2 separate regions of the Bos taurus genome follow, and region 1 is linked to region 2. The links are chromatin contacts, called in public Hi-C maps. All regions are on one chromosome and are shown on one strand. The core of a region is the stretch at or near the end of the contact, and the rest is flanking DNA. Distances in the headings are between cores, read along the strand shown. Region 1 has its middle 160 kb from the start of CHIC2. Region 2 has its middle 110 kb from the start of LNX1.

Region 1 (5,874 bases), core at 958-3,457, 200 kb before region 2:
GTTCCATGCTGACCCCAAAAAAGTGGGTGTAAAGCAGAAAAGAGGCTCTATTCTTTGAGGTTTCCCTGTTCCATTTGGATTACCAGGGAGCTAAAGATAAAACCCAGGCAGAAAGCAACGTGTCAGCAGGAATGGAGCAAGATTCCCTCTCCTGTTGGGTAACCCCTTGCTTGGAAGATATGTTTTTGTCTGAGCAGCTTGAGAAATTCTTCTCAAATAATTGATTATGATGTTCTTGTAACTGTGTTGCAGGAGATGGGCAGGAAGAGAGTTTATAAACGAAATATACTGTCAGAGTGCTTGAACTGATGGAAGCAGTACTGGCAAGGAAGGGCATTTCTGTTTGTGGAACAGCTTATGCATTTTTCAGAGGCATATGCAGAAATTAAAAATTAATATGACCTCCTTTCTTGGTTGAATCAACCTTGACAGTTACTTCTTTCCTGTGAGAGTGCATATGAGTTTGGAGGGGCTGCAGAGCACACCAGGGGTAAAGAAGGGCCAGGGACACTGCTTAGAAAGGTGCATTGCTCAGTCCTCTGGGCTCTGTGCCCAAATGTAAACTACTTCATTCGGTTTGAAAGCTTTAAAGGTTGTATTGCTGAAGCCTCAATGCATCAATTAATCATCTACTGTGTCTGTACATATGTTGTATACACAACGAGGCATCAAGGTGCATAGGAAAGATGTGTTCTGGTGGGGAAGGGAAGATTTAATTGCAGATTCTAGTTCAAGGAAATGGAGTTTGCAGTCCCCACCCTGTCACTTTGTTCTTAAATTTTAAGAACAGTTCCAGCAACTTTGGATCCTTCATTTCCCAAGAAGCTTCCCAGGACAGATATTCAGCTCCATTGTGCTCCTAAGGAACTTGTGTTTTGATGGGTCATTTGGAAAACACAGTAAGATAAATTCATTATCAGTGCAAATGGAGCGGTTGGGGAATGGGTCCCAGGGAACTTTTTCCATTACTCTTTGAACGCCCTGCAAAGATGCTGTTGCCAGTTCCTGTCTCATCAAGCCAAGGATGTCACCTTAACAAAAGGAATGTCAAAAGGATGACCTCTTCTCATCCATGATACCTCTCACCAGACATAGACCTCTAAATTATCAGGGGTAAAGTATATTTAAGGGTAAGAAAATACCCATCAAAGAACAAAGTCAGGAAACAGATCTGTTTAGTTGTTTTCTTTCTGCTAAGTGTCTCTGAGGGAGCATTTGCAATGGCTTATGCCCAGGTGTCTAGAATCAGTCAGACACAAGCAGGGAATTTTTAGCCCTATGGTGGTCAGAATGCTTCATTTACACGAGTGCTTTCATTCAGATACACAGAGCTGGCATCTAGAATTCAGATCTTTAGTAACTAGTTGTATAGAGCTCCACAGCAGTCTGGTTAGGAATGGTTAATGTGTTGAAATATTTTGAAAATATTGACACCAAAAAGTTTTATTCTGAAAAATTATTATCCAATGAGGAAAAAGAAAAGGGACAAATTAAAGAGAATTCTATGGGGATTGATTATAGAGCACATCGTTCAAATGAGTGCTACTTAAGAGAAAAATAATACTGAATTTAAAGTGCTTTCTTTAGAAAATACAAATTTTTAGTCTTTGTGTCCAAATTCTTAGTCTGTGTGTCCAAATTCTTAGTCTGTGTGTCCAAAACAGGCAGGCTAGAGGGAGGAAATCTCTGTTTATTAACAAGAAAAACTACATTTGCTTCAAAAACTACTGGATGTTTCCTTGTAATACCCTTGTGAGTTTCTTTATAATATCCTTGTAAGTTTCTTTATTGGCAATGTGAATGAAATACTGAACACGAATTTGTTTGCTTTTACATAGCACTCTACTTACTGAAGATGTTTCTCAAGGATGGGATCATTTGGCAGTAGAGATGAGCCGTGAGGGGTAAGATTAAGAAAAAGGACGGTTTACCGTGTTAATTCATGAAACAAAACGCAAACAGAAACTAAAGAGTATTCTTTTCCCTCATTTGAGTAACAAGCTGGTGTTTGGCAAACTGTCTCTGGAGATATTCAAAGAAAAGAGCAAGCATCGTGATTAAAGCCTTCTCTCTCCGCTTTTCCTCCCTACACTTCTTCTCTGACCACAGTTTGAACACATTTCAATCACCAGCAGTCGGGACTAGGGCAGGGCTGCCACGTGCTTGCTAATAGCGTCCCAAAGGCGGCAACCCAGTGGCTCTTCCCGGAAGTGCTGTCGTAGACCAGTGCGTTACCGTATTTCCCCTGCAACTGCCGCCTGCGACACTGAAGCAGCAGGACTTGGCTGCCAGCTGCTACTCTGCGCTGGCAACTAGATGTACCACTTTTCCAGGTCCTGCTTGATAGTCCAAAATAATAAAGGGCAAGCCGGCAGCTATAAAGTATAACGACTGTTTAGTTGGAATGGACTGATTTAGAGCTAGTCTAGGAATCTCTCCTGGCCCTGAGGTCCCAGTGTTCAAGGACATTTTCCACAGACCGGCTTAAGCCATTTCACGTAAAATAAATAAATGGAAGCACAAAGCTGCTCACTTCTCGGGAAGACAGCGCTTCTTCTGGGCATAGGGGAACGGAGTGAGCTGTGCACGGAGCCGCTCTGAACCATTAGCGGCCAGCTCCCCGTCTGACAAAACAGATTTGTTAGCTTGACTTTGAATTTAAGTCAACAATGACAGAAAAAGTGGGGAACTGCAGTCATTTAAAAGGAGGGCCCAGAGACTGTTTTGCAAACTGAGTAAGGCTCTTTACAAGGGTATTAGTGGTTTATTTTTCAGAGCTTTTTGTGAGACATTGCATATGAAAATATTTTGTAAACTGGGGAATCTTTCATGAGTGGCAGCTCCTATGCTGAGACATTTCTAACTCATCAGAGCGAAAGGAGTATCAGGCAAGGGTGCTCAGAAGCACAAAGAGACACTGACAAGTCCTCTCCAGGCACAAGACAGGTCTTATTAGGACACAATCTCCACCCTGGCAGAGGCTGATGCAAAATTATCAAAGACGAAGGAGAACTTAATGTTTTAGCCATTCTTGCAACAGTTCCCATTATGCTATTAAACCCTCTCTGTCCTTAGATTAACAGCTCTTCGAAATGGGGGAAATTAAAATCTTACTCAGCCAGGAGGACCTAGCAGCTTTGCTGGGTGTTGCTGTTGAGGCTTACCCGATGTTCTCTGATTTGCTCACTTGGGTTCAAGAAGCGGGCCAGGGAAGGGTGGGCCATCCCAGTCTGGGGGAGAGCTAAGCTGTGGGATCCATGACTGTCTCCCCCACTCATCAGCCATTAAGCTTGTCACCAGCTGCTGACATCTAAAGCTGAAAAGAGGGATGTTATGGTACAATAAAACGGACAAGCCCATAAACCCCTCCTTGGTGATTGGTCATGCTCTCCTGCATCCTGCCTGGCCTTTGCCCATTTTTATCACTGGGTGTATGGTAGGCCTCCACTCAGAATCTGTCCATAACAAAGGCACATTAGTTCCAGGCGGAAGCATTTCCCCTAAAATAGTCCCTACCTTCTCTTAAGCAAGAAGACCAAGGGAAAAGCAACAATAGCAGCAACAATAACAATGCAAGAATTCAAGACTGGACACTCACTAGCAATCCCTTTGACTGGGGAGACATGGTCTGGGGTGAGTTGGGTGTTGGTTCCCAGGAAGGAGTATTTTGTATCTACATCACCATTGCTGGAGAACAATGCTGAGGGTTCTTGGGGTGCCCAGGCCATGTTTGTTTATCTGTGGAGACTTAAGCCCCATGTGGAGAGAGTGCAGGACTTGGAAGGAGCAATTCAGCAGACACACTAGCCAGGCCCCAGGCTTTCTGTGGAATGTCCACATTCCTGGCTCAGGGAGATGCTGCCTGGGTCTGAGTGTTCAGTGCCAGGAGTGAGAGATCTCTGTGCTGTCATATGAGCTATTGTGGCATGTTATTGTTCATAGAGAACTTCTACCTAGACCCCCAAACCTCTTCTCAAGATGGGTCCATTTTCACTGCATATGTGACTTTAAATCATAAAGCCTTGGTTCTTGTGCCAACCCTGTCACTTTATGTAGTAGAGTTCTTAGTCGCTCAGTTGTGTCCCACTCTTTGTAACCCATGAACTGTAGCCTGCCAGGCTCCTCTGTCCATGGGTTTTCCCAGGCAAGAATACCAGAGTGGGTTGCCATTTTTCCAGGGGATCTTCCTGACCCAGGGATTGATCCCATGTTTCCTGCATTGAAGACAGATTCTTTACCATCTGAACTATAGGGAAGCTCGCTTTGTAGATATGTGCAACCGTGAGCAAAACACAGGCAAGAAAACAAAAGTTAAGTGGCTTGCTTCTTCCTGGCAGCAGAGAGGGCAAGTGCAGAGGTCCTGAGGTAAGAATGGGTGTGGCCTGATGGTCCCTATGCTAAGAATACATCTGTGTTGGTACCTGATCTGATCTCATGGCTGCTTCCTTCTCTTCATGTAAGTCTCCATAGTAAGGAGTTCTCTGATGCCCATCACGTCTCCATCCCATCCTCCTGACAGAGTTTCTTCAGCACATTTATCTCCCTCAAAAATGACCTCATTTGTTTGCTTCCCCGTTATTGCCTAGCTAGTGGGAAAGTAAACTCTGTGAGAGTGAAGACTTTGATTTTCTTCCACCCATCATGATATTCTCAGTCCCTTCAACAATGCCTGATACATACCCACGCAGAGGCACATCCCAGACCTCTTATCTGAAACCTGTGGGGTCCAAGTATTTTTGGAATTTGGAATTTTCACATTTTAGGAAGGTCATAGGATCCACTTAGGTTATGTAACACCCCCAAGACTCTGGGGCAGCCTCCTATCATCAGACACATTTGCAGGTCTGCAGGGAAAGGTGCAGAATATATGAGTGTTCACATTAAAGGAAATCGATGAAGACTTTAAGTAGCCTCATTCCTGTTTAGGTCAGGAGTCCCTGTCAAAGGAACTTACTGTCAACGTCAGAAAATCTTTTGGTTTTCAGAGTTTCTTGGACTTTGGAACTACAAATAAAGTACTGTTGACCTACATTCAATTAATATGTATCAAATGTATAAATTAACAAATATGATTGCATGCCTCCTGTGTGCCCAGGCACTGTGGTGGAGCTGGTTGCACAGCAGTTGAATAAAACAGATATGATCCCTTCCAGCTCAGACCTGCAGAGAAAATGGGTGGTTGAAAGATGAATTTCCACAGCACTTCAAATGAGATGCCTTTTACTAAGGAGAGCAAACTTGTGGTTTTTACAGGCATCACATAAAAGCTTATTGACCACCTACCTCCTCCCACACCTTGAACCTATCTCAGGGATCTAGGCAAATACAGTCATGGGAGAGAGGGAGTTTTCACCCCATATTCCAGTGTTTCTCTGTCCCTTCCCTCCCTCTTCTCTCCCCAGCAGGTCACAGCGTGAAACCATCCAGGGGCTAGTGGGAATGCAAACCCTGTGAGAACGAGGACTTTGACCTGACTCCTTTAGGGTCCATTTCTACTAATGCCAGGAAGAAATGCTGAGATGCCTACAGATATGGTGGAATGCTCCTCTGTCAAGGAAAGGCATTTGTGATGCCAGCGGGATTTCTCAAAGAGGCAGGAAGCCGATTCTCTGACTCCACAGTGCCATGGTCATCCATCTCATAAGGGGAAGGACCATTGGCCTTTCTACTCTTGATGGTCTTCAGAGAAGCCCTCCCTCCCAACCAAGCAGCCAACCAAGCAGCCAACCAGTATTCATTGAACACCTGTTCTGTGCCTGGCCCTGTCCTGGATATACTGGCAATCTGGCTAAAATTAGAGCATGTAGATTATAGGGGAAAAAACCCACCATTGATTTCATTTCCTCTCCTAAGAGACAAAACTTTTGCTGAGTT
Region 2 (6,451 bases), core at 3,359-5,858:
TTTAAAACAGCAAAACCACCAACGAGAAGCACAAAATATAGCACTAAATAGAGCTTGAAAAGGACACATTTGCAGGGTGTGAACTGAAAAAAGAAGTCATCAAGTCACCTGTCCAGTCTCAGCTGAGAACTTGCGGGTCCAGCAATACAATTTTTTGCTCCTCTGCACATCTGCAAATGACTGTGGAAGCATTGTAAGTACTGGCTTTGGAGTTACATTTCAACAAGTAGGCAAATTCACAGATTCAGAATCCATGAATAATGAGGATCAATCGTGCTTAATATTAATTGCCTCCTTAATAATTTAAAACGTTACTTTCACTGTAGGTAATATTATTGATGAAATCATGGTTTAATTGTGCAGGATATGTTTTTTCTAACATACATTAATTTGAATAAATTATTGTTAAAATTGTTCATCTTTACACCTGAATCATCTCACAAACCACCCCAGTGGTGCACAGACCTCAAGTGTCCATGGTTCTTTGAAGCTGCATTTTTGTGAGTGTCACGGATTTGATACATGGATGATTTGGTCTGACCCACTCTCAGGATATCCTTCTCTCCTCAGGTTTCTACAGGAATCATTCATTTGTTCCAGGATCTCTGGACTAAGAAGAAATTCTCTTCCACATTCCACTCAGCATAAGCTATGCTTATCCTTTACTTGCTAATAAAACAGCAGCTTGTGTTTAATGTGGATTGATTCAAATAAGAGAATTCAGCGACTTTCCAAACCCACCAACTTCTTCCTGTGTGGTTAAACGTTCCCATATTTGGTGAAAATGGAGAAAGGAAATAACAAAGGATTGGATATTATCCTAAAAGCTATTTGTTTACTTTAAAAGTCTTAATAAAAAGATTTCTCCAATTTATTTTTCATAACTTCGTAGGAAGCAAGAACAATTTCTGAGAAAGAACTGGTTTTTAGACCAAAATGTCATTTAATCTCCAAGTATACTGTATATTACTTTAAAGTGCTACCTGGGGTTTGTAATCTAAGATGTCCAGCATCGATAACATTGCAAAGATTCTCTGATAATCATGAGGATGCAGGTTTATTTCCTTCAGTGGGGTGTCCGTTAAAAGCATACAAACTTTTTAACTGGCCTCCAGCCTCTGTGCCATGTGATCTACCTGCATTTTTCCATAATTTGTGAGCACCAGCTGAGGTTTTTTAATAGTTGAAGCTAATATTTGTTAATTCAAAGTGGAGGTGATTTAAACCAAACCAAAGATAGCATGTATATATATTTTTTAACAGTGAACCTATGTTGGGACCTTTGTTCTGTTTTCTTCTTCTTTGTGCTTTTCTTGTTTTTGTAAAAAAAAAAAATGTCAGCTTTATTAAGGTATAATTGACAAATTATAAGGTATTTAAGTGTACATGTGATGATTTGATACATGTTATGAGAGAATTCTCCCCATCTAGTTAATTAACACATCCATCACCTCACATATTTATCCTTTTTTTTTTTTTAAAGAGAACATTTAAGTACTGCACTCAGCAAAATTCAGTTATACAATACAGTGTTGTCAACTATAGTCACCATGTTTGAAGTTAGATCCTCAGACCTTGTTCATCACACATCTGAAACTTTGTACCCTTTTTATCAACATCTCTCTATTCCCCAACCCCCCAGCCTCTGGCAACCACTGTTTTACTCTGTCTAGGAGTTAGTTTTTGTGTGTGTGTTTTTTTAAGATTCCAGGTATAAGTGATACTTTGGAGTATTTGTCTTTCTCTTTCTGCCTTATTTCACTTAGCATAATACCCTCAAGATCCATTCACAAATGGCATGATTTCTTTCTTTCTGAGAGCTGGATAATATGTTACATCTCTATCCATTCATCTGTCTGGACATTTAGGTTGCTTCCATGTCTTGGCTATTGTAAATAGTGCTGCTATGAACATGGGGCTGTAGTTATCTCATTTGATACCCTGTTTTCATCCCCTTTAAATATATACTCACAGTTGGAATTACGGAATCATATGGTAATTATATTTTTAATTTTTCTGAAGAACCTCACTATTGTTTTCCACAGTGACTGAACCATTTTACATTCTTACTAACACTGCACAAGGGTTCCCTTTTCTCCACAGCCTCGCCAATACTACTATCTCTTGTCTATTTGGTGACAGCCAGTCTAACAGTTTGGAGAAGGCAGTGGCACCCCACTCCAGTACTGCCTGGAAAATCCCATGGACGGAGGAGCCTGGTAGGCTGCAGTCCATGGAGTTGCTAAGAGTTGGACGCAACTGAGCGACTTCACTTTCACTTTTCACTTTCCTGCATTGGAGAAGGAAATGGCAACCCACTCCAGCGTTCTTGCCTGGAGAATCCCAGGGACGGGGGAGCCTGGTGGGCTGCCATCTATGGGGTTGCACAGAGTCGGACACGAATGAAGTAACTTAGCAGCAATCTAACAGTTGTGAGGAGATAACTAGTTGTGGGTTTGACTTGCATTTCCCTGATTAGTGATGTTGAGCCCCATTTCGTGTACTCATTAGCCATTTGTCTTCTTTAGGAAAGTCTCTATGTAGTTCCTCTGACCACTTTTAAATTGGATTGTTCTCATGCTACTGGGCCTTATGAGTTCCTTTCATATTTTGGCTACAAATATAACATAATTGATAGTCCAACTTGCTAATCCTGCTCGCCAGGAGGGACTCTCCCATTCTGAATGCGGCTTCCAGATAAGGGCAAAGTCTGTGGTCCCAGCACCTGAGCATCCTCAGAGCCTTCACGACAATTCTGCTTCCCCAGGTTTTTATAGTCCTGGTTCCCTTCTTGTGGGTCGTAGCCCATGATGGCAGCAGTAGGTTTTGATCATCACAGAATACACTCCTGGTGTACGTCACCTGCTTCGTTCTCTGGACCACAACTTTGCGCCCTGAGCGGCAGCTCACAACTATGTTGCAAACAGGTCGTCAGTATATGTTCCTCCTCAGCCTTCACGGTGGTCACGTGGCCCCCTGGAGAGGTTAGAGCCCTGGAACTCCCACCCCTGGCCTTGAATAGCCTCATTCGTATCTCACACATAGAACACAAATGATCATTTTCCACAGGTACTGGGAGATGAATAGGTTGGGAAGCACCTCTGAAGACTAAGATGCAGCTTGGCTTTGGGAATCTCGAAGCATCCCTCACTACCTCAGTTCTGTGTGCTAGACTCTCTCTCCAGTACCCGGTTGCCAGTCCCCAGAACAACTGACCCATCTTTAGACTTGAGACTCACTTGCTTCATTCCCATGGCAGAGACTGACTGGATGGTCACCCAAACCACTTCTCTCTTGGGTTTAGACACAAACTGCATCTCCAAGGCCCTTGCATCCAGGCAGGGGTGTGAGGACTAACTCTGGCTGATGGACTGTAAGTGTAAATGATGTATCACTCCTGGGTTAAGACCAGTAGAGCTGTATGGTCTACACACTTTCCTTCTATCTTCTTTGTCCAAAGTGTCCTTTGCAGGTGTTGAAGATGGTTACTAGATCCCTGAATGCCTACCGTTTGTCCAGCTGCCCCACAGCCTCTAACTGAAACAAACTTGGACTTGAATGAAAATAATTATTTTTATTGTGTTAAGCCCTAAAACTTCAGGACTTATCTGCTATAATAACTAGCATTATCTACAGTAATCAGTACAATTTCTCTATCATAGACATTCATGGTGTTAGGGGATTAACGATGCCACCCTAAAATTAATGCATGGAAGTCCCAACCCCCAGTATCTCTGAGTGTCATGATAAGTTCTTTAAAGAGGCATTTAGTTAGAATGAGGACATTGGAGTGGGTTCTAATGACATGACGGTGCCCTTATAGGGAAAGACATAGACCAGAGGTGGTAGTACACAGGTGGACAACCATGGGAAGAGGCAGCGAGAGGGTGGCCACCTGTGAGCCAAGGAGGGAGACCTCTGAGGAAACCAAGCCTGCCAGTTCTTTGACTCCCCACCGCCAGAGCTGCAGGCAATAAATTTCCATTTTTTTTAAACCACCTAATCTGTGGGATTTTTGTTACAGCAGCTCCAGAAAACTAGTACACATGGTCCAGTCTCTCTGTGTATCATTTTGTTTCCTTATTTCCCAACAGATGTGTTTATTTAAAATACGATCAGTCCTCAAAGATGCTGGTTTTGCCAGCTTTCCTGTCTTTGCCATTGTTATCTTTCAAGTGTTGCAATCAATTTTGGTAATTCCTATTCTTACATAAACCCAAACACGTGCACACATATATTGCTTCTGCTTGATATTTTCCAATTTCACAATAGTCTTGCTGTTAGAGGTTTGCTCAATAAAAGTCTTTATTGAGGGCCGCCCTGGATTTGAACTTAGCCAAGTCCGAGTCTGTACAATGAGCTAATGGGTTAAGTGAATACCAGCTCCAAACATTCTGTGAGATCCTCCAATCACTGTCTTCCCTTCCCATCCACTGCCCTCAAAGGTAGTCGCTAGCAAGCTCCCTAAGTTGTAGGTTTCTCTGACATAGAATCTATCTTCAGAGACCATGAACATGAGCAGCCCTGACTGTGTGTGTGAGTGCAAGGTCAGCACAATCGCCCATTTCCCTCACTGTGCTGGAGCCAGGCCCTGCTCTGGAATCTGTGAGCCTGTCAAATTGTGGCAACTGTCACACTGAGCCAAAACCAAGTTTTGCTGATGGAAGCAAGCTGCACAATCCAGGGCAGCCCACAAACCCCAAGATACCACCTTGCAGAAGTTTTGCTCTTGCTCTGAGCTTTTGACTAGGTAACCACCTATTGATAAATGGAGCTTCCAAAATACACACAGGGACCACCTGTTTGGCTAATGTCAAGTATTTTACATTCGACTTCAGTAAATTGTTTAACACGGCTCCCTCTACTGGGCTGTTAGTGACGCTGAAGCTTTTGGTTTCAAACCTAGGGAGAAAGGTTTGAAGCCAAAACCTTTCAGCTACCACCAGTTGAGCTGACAAAATCAATGAGGAAATAGCATTGCCTGATGTGAAAATCCTAACAGGTATATGAGTGGGACCCTTCAGGGTTTTGCCAATGCTTTTTGGGTCTGCCACCTTGCATCTCGGTAACTTGTCATCTGGGAAAAGGGGGTCAGCAATCCTGATGGGCTTCCCAAGAGGTGCATGGATTAATACAGCGTTTGTTTCTAGGAACAACTGTGATTCCAAGTTTAGCTCCACAGGAAGTCAACAAGCACAAGAAACAACAGGGCAAAGGTGTTTCCAAAAAATGAGCCAAAACACATTTGCAAACGGGGGCCCTTTCAAAATAAAGGCAGACTGAAAGTAAGGCAGGCTGCTCTCCCAAGAGTCTAATCTGGGACAATCAGTGTGAGTTCCAGGTTTGAACCGAAGACCATTTGTGACCTTTTTCTGACCATTAAAGACTCTTAAAAAGGACAGTTCAGATTTGCTTCTTTCATCCTGAATCAGGAAGCTCTGTAGTAAGGGATGAGGCAAAGAGAGTCCCTGAAAATTTGTCTCCTTTGTCTACAGGGCTCAGGGTGATTCTGGTCTCATTGAGCATGTGGAGTGAAGATTTCCTTCAGCCCAGGCTAAGTGACACATCCCCCACTCTGCACCTGTCTACATGTCTGCCCAGACCTTAAGTAAGCATCATCTGTGTTGGGGATTGAGAGAATCCAATGAAGCAAATGGAGATCAAAATGACAGTGCTGATACAAGCTGGCTTGGTGAGTATGGCTTTAATTATATTAGCCAAGTGGCATTTTAATCTCTCCCTCTGTACTGAACGTTCTTCCCAGGCTCTTGCCGGGAAGATTACAAAGAGTATGTTCCCCGCAAAAGCCTGGCTCTGTAAAGTTTACGGCACAGGGGAGCAGAAGGAATGATCCCCGCCAAAGAATGACTGACTCATTCTCCCAGTTCCCTCTCCTGGACTCACAGATCAGATAAGTCATTCCTCTCCCCCTGGGGAGATGAATAAAGTGGTGGCAAGAGTCCAGGAGCTGTGCTGTGCTGGAGGTGTCCACATGGAAGGAAGCATCAAGAGACAGAAGTAAGTGTCCCCAGCAATCTCCTCTTGGAAGCCCCCATGCAACCTCACCCTACCTCCCTGTGTATGGATACAGGTGGGTGTACACACACACACACACCCCAGCACCTCCTGCACAGATCGACTCAAGGCTCCACCCTGTGCTTCGTAGCCTGTGATGATGTCTGTGTGTGTGCTAAGCCACTTCAGTCGTGTCTGACTCTTTGCCTCCCTATGGATTGTAGCCCACCAGGCTCCTCTGTCCGTGGGATTCTCCAGGCAAGAATACTGGAGAAGGTTTCCATGCCCTCCTCCATGGGATCTTCCTGACCCAGGGATTGAACCCGCGTCTCACATCTCCTGCGTTGGCAGATGGGTTCTTTACCACTAGCGCCACCTGGGAATCAGTCCCCTTAGCATTGTGCTCCACCACTGTTTCCTTTCTACCTCCTCCATC

Evidence for each region. Hi-C and Micro-C count contacts between places; a contact is called where the count stands out from the background.
Region 1: a contact with region 2 is called in a Hi-C map of liver, with 2.1 times the contacts expected there. The contact joins two enhancer-like sites. A contact is called at or near these places in 2 of 11 Hi-C or Micro-C datasets (liver and skeletal muscle).

The regions. Positions count from the first base shown.
Region 1 is chr6:69,435,799-69,441,672 of ARS-UCD2.0, reverse strand. No RefSeq gene overlaps it. Among named protein-coding and RNA genes, the nearest start is that of CHIC2, 160 kb to the left of the region's middle. Within about 2 kb of position 2,207, at least 40 of the 102 cell types and tissues checked have an H3K27ac peak or open chromatin away from gene starts, as enhancers often do. A contact at or near this core is called in liver, where this site is marked.
Region 2 is chr6:69,242,373-69,248,823 of ARS-UCD2.0, reverse strand. No RefSeq gene overlaps it. Among named protein-coding and RNA genes, the nearest start is that of LNX1, 110 kb to the right of the region's middle. Within about 2 kb of position 4,608, at least 6 of the 102 cell types and tissues checked have an H3K27ac peak or open chromatin away from gene starts, as enhancers often do. A contact at or near this core is called in liver, where this site is marked.